2 separate regions of the Camelus dromedarius genome follow, and region 2 is linked to region 1. A link is a contact called in public Hi-C data. All regions are on one chromosome and are shown on one strand. Each heading gives the region's core, a stretch centred on a gene start, on an enhancer-like site or on the middle of the called end of the contact. The rest is flanking DNA. Distances are from core to core; before and after follow the strand shown.

Region 1 (3,018 bases), core at 145-2,644:
CCAGCTGAGAGGGGAAAAGGAAGGCTTCCCAATACCCACCGAGGAAGGAGATTCGGGATTCAGTCGAGACTGTATGGCTTCAGTCCAGTCTTTCCGCTTCTGGAAGCTGCCTCTTCCTTATATAGAAGGCACACCTTCAGTTCCTGGTATCCCCATTGAGCCACAAGGCCTATTCATCCATTATTGATCCCATGAAGATTTAGTGAGTACCTGCTGTAGGCCCAGCACTCTTCCGGATGCCACAGATATAACGATGATCTGGACACGCACATTTACAGACTGTCAGGGAAGACCAATGCTAAACAAATACACAAAGTTAGTTACAATTTAGTCACAATTGCTATGAGAGCTACAAATAAGTAGGTGTTTTGAACTGGAGGGATTCTAAACCTGGTCTCCTGGAGGAAGCAGCATTTAACTTAAGACCTAAAGCCTCCAGAGTTTGTCAGGCAAAGAGTGAGGAAAAAGAGCTCCAGGCTGAGGGAACAGCATGTTTAAAGGCTTGGAGAAGCAAAGGAGCCTGGAGCGTTTGAAGAACTGAGAGGCCAGTGTGGTTGAACTCAGAGATGGAGGCGGGGCAGGGTGTGGTGCAAGGCAAGGCTGGGTGAGGTCCAGAGGGGCAGACTAGCAGGGCCTTCAGAGCCATGTTAAGAGCAAGTTAAGGATTCTGGGCACAGTCTGGCTTCCAATGCCAACCCATGCCAACTTCCAAATTCTCTTCTGGGCCAAGCCCCCTAGCCCCAGAGTAGCTCTCCACCCATGACTTTCCCTCCAATAGACAATTTTCTCAACCATTGCAAGTGTTTCTTGTCATCACTTCCCAAGGATTTCAGCTCCTCAGGAACCAAATCCTGGCTCTCCCAGGAAGGTTTCAGGCACCATCAGGTAGCCCATGTTATGCTGGTATATTTACTAAGTGGCTCAGTGAAGTGTTATTATCCCCATTTTATAGATAAGGAAACAGGCTCAGAGAGAGAGCACATACACTTAATCTCTACCCTCTTTTTCACACTTTATTTCTCCCATGTGAAATTTGGGAAGCTACATGGTTCTGGCTCTTAGGATTCTATGGTTCTGATTCTATGACATGTGAGAGAGGATGCTAAGCTTTGGGAAAATATGGAGATTTCAGCGTTCTAGAATTCAAAGATTCTAAGCCTTGGTGCTCCAATAAATTAGGTTCCTAGTCTGTCCTAACTAGTGCAAGCCTGGAGAGGCAGGCACCAGCCACAAGCCCTTTTCCACCTGGTCTCTTGGGTCCCACCTCCCGGACCCGCTGAAGGAAGTGGTCTGGGCGCCCCCCGACGGCCAGGAGTGGATGGAAACGAACGGGGTACACCCCAGGGCAATGGGCTGGGACAAAGTTGAGAGTTCAGAGAAGGCGGGGAGTTTCAGGTCCCGCCCTGGAGCAGACTTCCCGCTCGGCAGACACCCGAGGTGAGAGGCACCAGCGGGGATCCTGGAGCCATGGGGTGCACGCGCGATGCCATCCTAGATGCACTGGAGAGCCTGACCGCCGACGAGCTCAAGAAGTTCAAGATGAAGCTGCTCTCGGTGCCGCTGCGCGACGGCTATGGGCGCATCCCGCGGGGAACACTTCTGCCCATGGATGCCATGGACCTCACCGACAAGCTGGTCAGCTACTATCTGGAGCCATATGGCGCCGAGCTTACGGCGCTCGTGCTCCGTGACATGGGCATGCAGGAGGTGGCAGAGCAGCTGCAGGAGACCATGCGCAAGGGTGAGCGTGCCCCACCCCCACCCCCACGTTCCGCAGAGATCCAGACCCCCAGGGCTTCTCTAGTATCCTGCCTACACCCTCCTCCCAACCCACTCGGGTTCTTTCACTTCCTGTTCCTCCTACCCCTTAATACAAGCTCTTCTTGCTGGGAAAGGAGGCTTCCCCCATTTGGTAGTGACTTTGGCTTCCGGACTAAGGGGCCCCTTACCCCAGAGATTGTAGACATCATTTGATTTTCTTACAGCCCCCGGAGCAAAGCCAGCTGGGATCAAGGCCCCTCCCCAGGCAGCAGCCAAGCCAGGTGAGGCCTTCATAACCAAGATCACCTGCCAGGGCACCTCCCCAGATGCACCCCACTGCACTCCTGTGCAGTCTACCTGTTGTCACAAGGCCCAGAACACCCAGGGAGCATGACACTAGGCCAACCCTTCCCACCAACCCACTCACACACTTCCTGGGGCTGAGCCTGGCTGGGAGAAAGGGAGACAAAGTTACATAATTCCCACTATACCCAGAGCCCTGGGGAATGCCCACCTTGAGCCCTGTCCCTTAGGGGTGCATTCAAGGCAACTTCTGAAGAAAGCAGTGTTCAACAGGGATAGGCCCCAGCACCCACGCCGGGTGCCAGCTCACCTGCTCTCCTCCCTCCTGCCCCAGCACCGCACTTTGTGGACCAGCATCGGGCGGCCCTCATCGCACGGGTCACAGACGTGGATGGGGTGCTGGATTCCCTGTATGGGAAGGTCCTGACAGAAGATCAGTACCAGGCAGTGCGGGCAGAGCACACCAACCCAACCAAGATGAGGAAGCTCTTCAGCTTTGCTCCAGCCTGGAACACGACCTGCAAGGATCTACTCCTTCAGAGCCTAAGGGAAACCCAGCCCTACCTGGTGGATGACCTGGAGCGGAGCTGAGCATCTTCCCCAGCAGCAGCCCTACATATGACCCTTCACTGTTCCATCCAACTTACCTGGAATCTAATTTTTTTTATATCTACAATACATGAAAAACCAGCTCGTACTTGTGTTTTCCTACTTCCAGCCTGAAAGCACACACAGAGCTAAGCTACGTATCTAGATGCCACCAGGGCTCAGGTGACCCTCTACTTCACTGCCCGTTCTCCTGGTGCAGCAGGCTCCACACTTCATCCTTCCTGCCCCAGTCACCATACAATGGTTCCTCCAAATGCTACCCCCAAGGGTCTGCCCTTGAGACAATACAGTTAGCCCTGTGGCCAAGGTCTAAAGGTTAAAACAGAGATATGTACAAAGGATCTG
Region 2 (3,018 bases), core at 330-2,829, 140 kb before region 1:
TCATGAAGAATCCATTTTCAAGAGGGGGTGAGGGTGGAAGAATCTGGCTTTTGATGCAATAAAATTATTTTAAGGCAGGACAAGAAAAATTTTAAGCAGAAAATTCTCTGCCCATTTGAGGCACCACCCCTTCCCTTTAGTGTGCATTGTGAATCTGCATTATCCATTAACTTTAGATCCCCTTAGAAGAACAGGAATGCCTGCTTGCCAAAAAAACAAAACAGAACAAAAAGGCAATTTCCTCCTAGCACCAGCAAAGTAATTCCTTGGGAGATAACACTCCTTTCCCAATACTGTAACAGGTCACAATAACTCACTGTATGCATTGTTGGACTATGTAAATTGTCAATATGTTATTCTGATGTATAACCCTTTGTCTCAAACACTTATAATAACTGCCTTGACCTTTAGAAACGTCCTCAGAGCTTTCTGTAAGACCGTCTCCCCAGTTATTTTTTTATTTTTATTTTTAAATTGACTTATAGTCGATTTACAATGTTGTGCTAGTTTCCAGTGTACAGCATAGTGACACAACTTTATACATATATTCCTTTTCATTTTCTTTTTCATTATAGGGTATTACAAGATATTGAATACAGTTCCCTGTGCTATACAGCCAGACCCCACTGTTTATCTATCTTATGCACAGCAGCTAGGATCTGCAAATCCCAAACTTCCAATTTACCCCTCCTCTCTTCCCACCCCCTCCCCCGGCAACCATAAGTTTATATTCTATGCGAGGCCATTTCTGCCTTTTAAACAAGTTCATTGGTGTCATCTTTTAAGATTTCACATATAAGTGATATCATATGGTATTTGTCTTTCTCTTTCTGGCTTACTTTGCTTAGTATGAGCATCTCTAGGTCCATCCATGCTGCTGCAAATACTGTCTCCCCGGTTACAATCCTCAGGTTGGCTCGAATCAAGTTTTCCTCTTCTTTCTTAGACTGACTATTAATTAAATTTTTGATGACACTTTCCAGGGCAGCACTGACGAAGTTTTTGGCATCCAGTGTCCAGCACTGTGAACTGTGGTGGTGTCTCCCTGCAGCTGGCCCACAGAACGGTTTGTTTCTGGCGGTGCAGACGGTAGTCCTCTCAGGCTGGACCAGAGATACTGCTACCTCAGATTCCCAACTGCTTATCTTCTAAAAACTAGTCAAAGCAAGTTCTGCTCTTTGCAAAGAATTGTTACTAATACATATACTGAGCTCCAGTTATGTGCCAGACTCTAAGCTGGCACATTCCTATATTACTTCACTTAAACTTCATAAAGATCATTTAAGGTACAATTTATTATATATTTTACACATTAAAAAAAAACCCTGAAGTTCAAAAGGACACAATTCATTCTGCAAATATTTAGTAAAGACCTAGCCACTGGGAATAGAGTATTGAACAAAATAGTTCTCTGAAACTATATATATATATATAAAACAATATTGTATTTTAAATGTCCTTTTACTTTGGTAAGAGGCACAGTACAGCAGCTGTCTGGAGAGAAGGATCTCCTGCCAGTCAGGCCTCATTTTAAATATAGAAACCCCCTAAAAATAGCCACTCATGTTACAGACTCAACAGGTGATTGGCCCAAAGAGAGGAGAGGGGAGCCTAGGCCTCACTGAAGGAGACTGAAAGGACAGTGCTGTTGTCCCCAGCTTCTCCCACCGAAATGTCTTTGCCTCTGAGGTCCTTGAGTCGGGGCTTGGCCAGTGCGGCCAAGGGAGACCACGGAGGGGCCGGAGGTGAGTGCAGCCGGAGCCTGACCCCTTGGGTTCCTGACCTTGTCCATCTGTCCCCCAACTCCCACCTCTGGGCCCTTTCAGGGCCCTGGCAACACCCCCACCGGTGATCCTCCCCCGCGCCCCAGTCCACCTCTCTCTCTCACCCGGTCCTGTCCCCTGCTGCAGCCCGCACCTGGCGCCTCCTGACCTTCATGCTGGCGCTCCCGAGCGTGGCCCTCTGCACACTCAACTCCTGGCTCCACTCGGGCCACCACAAGCGCCCCGAGTTCATCCCCTACCACCATCTCCGGATCCGCACCAAGGTACACTGGCCCCCGAGGGCGCGAGCGGGCAGAGGGGTGAGGGGATGCGGGGGCCCCCCAGGCTGACTCCTTGCTCTCCCTCCCTCTCTCCACAGCCCTACTCCTGGGGAGACGGCAACCACACTCTTTTCCACAATCCCCGGGTCAACCCTCTGCCCACGGGCTATGAACAGCCCTGAGACCTTGACTGATGCCCTCAGACAATAAAAGTGTGGAAGCTGTGTGTCCGCAGGCTCCGTGGGGCTCGCGCCATGAGACCGCGGGGCGGGGTGGGGCGTCGATGGCTCTCTCCGGGCGCATGCGCACGGCGCAGTGGGCGCTCCACCTGCTCTTCCTGAGACCCTGACTTGCGAGGGACTTGAGGGAACATTCTTGATGAACAGGTATGAGATGGTCGCTCCTCTCTCACCTATTAATAATTAGGGCTCTCGGCTGTAAAGAGCTTTCAGATACACAGCATTCTCACAGTAACTGTGGGAGCAAAATATAATTGTGGTTGCCCCTTCTCCAGGGGAGGAATTTGAGATTCTCAGAGATTAAATGACTTAAGCTCAGGCAGCTCATCAGAGGCCCCGTGGGGACTCAGGGCTGCAGGCCCTGAAGTACCACTTTTCGCCTGACACACATAGAGGGCATCTGTGAATTCCAGCTATCTGGAAACAACCCTGATTTCAAACATAGATTCTACAGCCAGCCCTATATGTGAGGCTTCGTGACCCAATTCTGGATGTGGAATATTTCGATCATTCTCTGTGACCACCTTTAATGGGTCTTCTGTATTAGTTGAGGGAGCAGATGCTTCCTTTCTGGAAGTCTGGTTCTCCTAGTTTCTGGGGACACCATTCAAGGGGGATGTTGGTTCAAGCAAACTCTGGACATTTCATTCACCTTCTAGGACAGTCAGCTCACTTGCCATTACCCAGGAGCCTGAAGCCTGAGCTGAAACCCATGACCAACACAGACAGAGAGAG

Evidence for each region. A called contact is a pair of places that touch in the nucleus more often than the background predicts.
Region 2: a contact with region 1 is called in a Hi-C map of muscle, with 2.7 times the contacts expected there. The contact joins the promoter of LOC105089718 here to the promoter of LOC105089723 in region 1.

Annotation. Positions count from the first base shown.
Region 1 is chr24:21,839,599-21,842,616 of mCamDro1.pat, reverse strand. It overlaps LOC105089723 (apoptosis-associated speck-like protein containing a CARD), which reads left to right and starts at 1,394. Exons shown (of 2, transcript XM_010980821.3): 1 at 1,394-1,741; 2 at 2,399-2,761. The coding sequence starts at 1,468. The coding sequence ends at 2,655.
Region 2 is chr24:21,982,600-21,985,617 of mCamDro1.pat, reverse strand. It overlaps LOC105089718 (cytochrome c oxidase subunit 6A2, mitochondrial), which reads left to right and starts at 1,579. Exons shown (of 3, transcript XM_010980816.3): 1 at 1,579-1,745; 2 at 1,911-2,047; 3 at 2,143-2,272. The coding sequence starts at 1,673. The coding sequence ends at 2,226.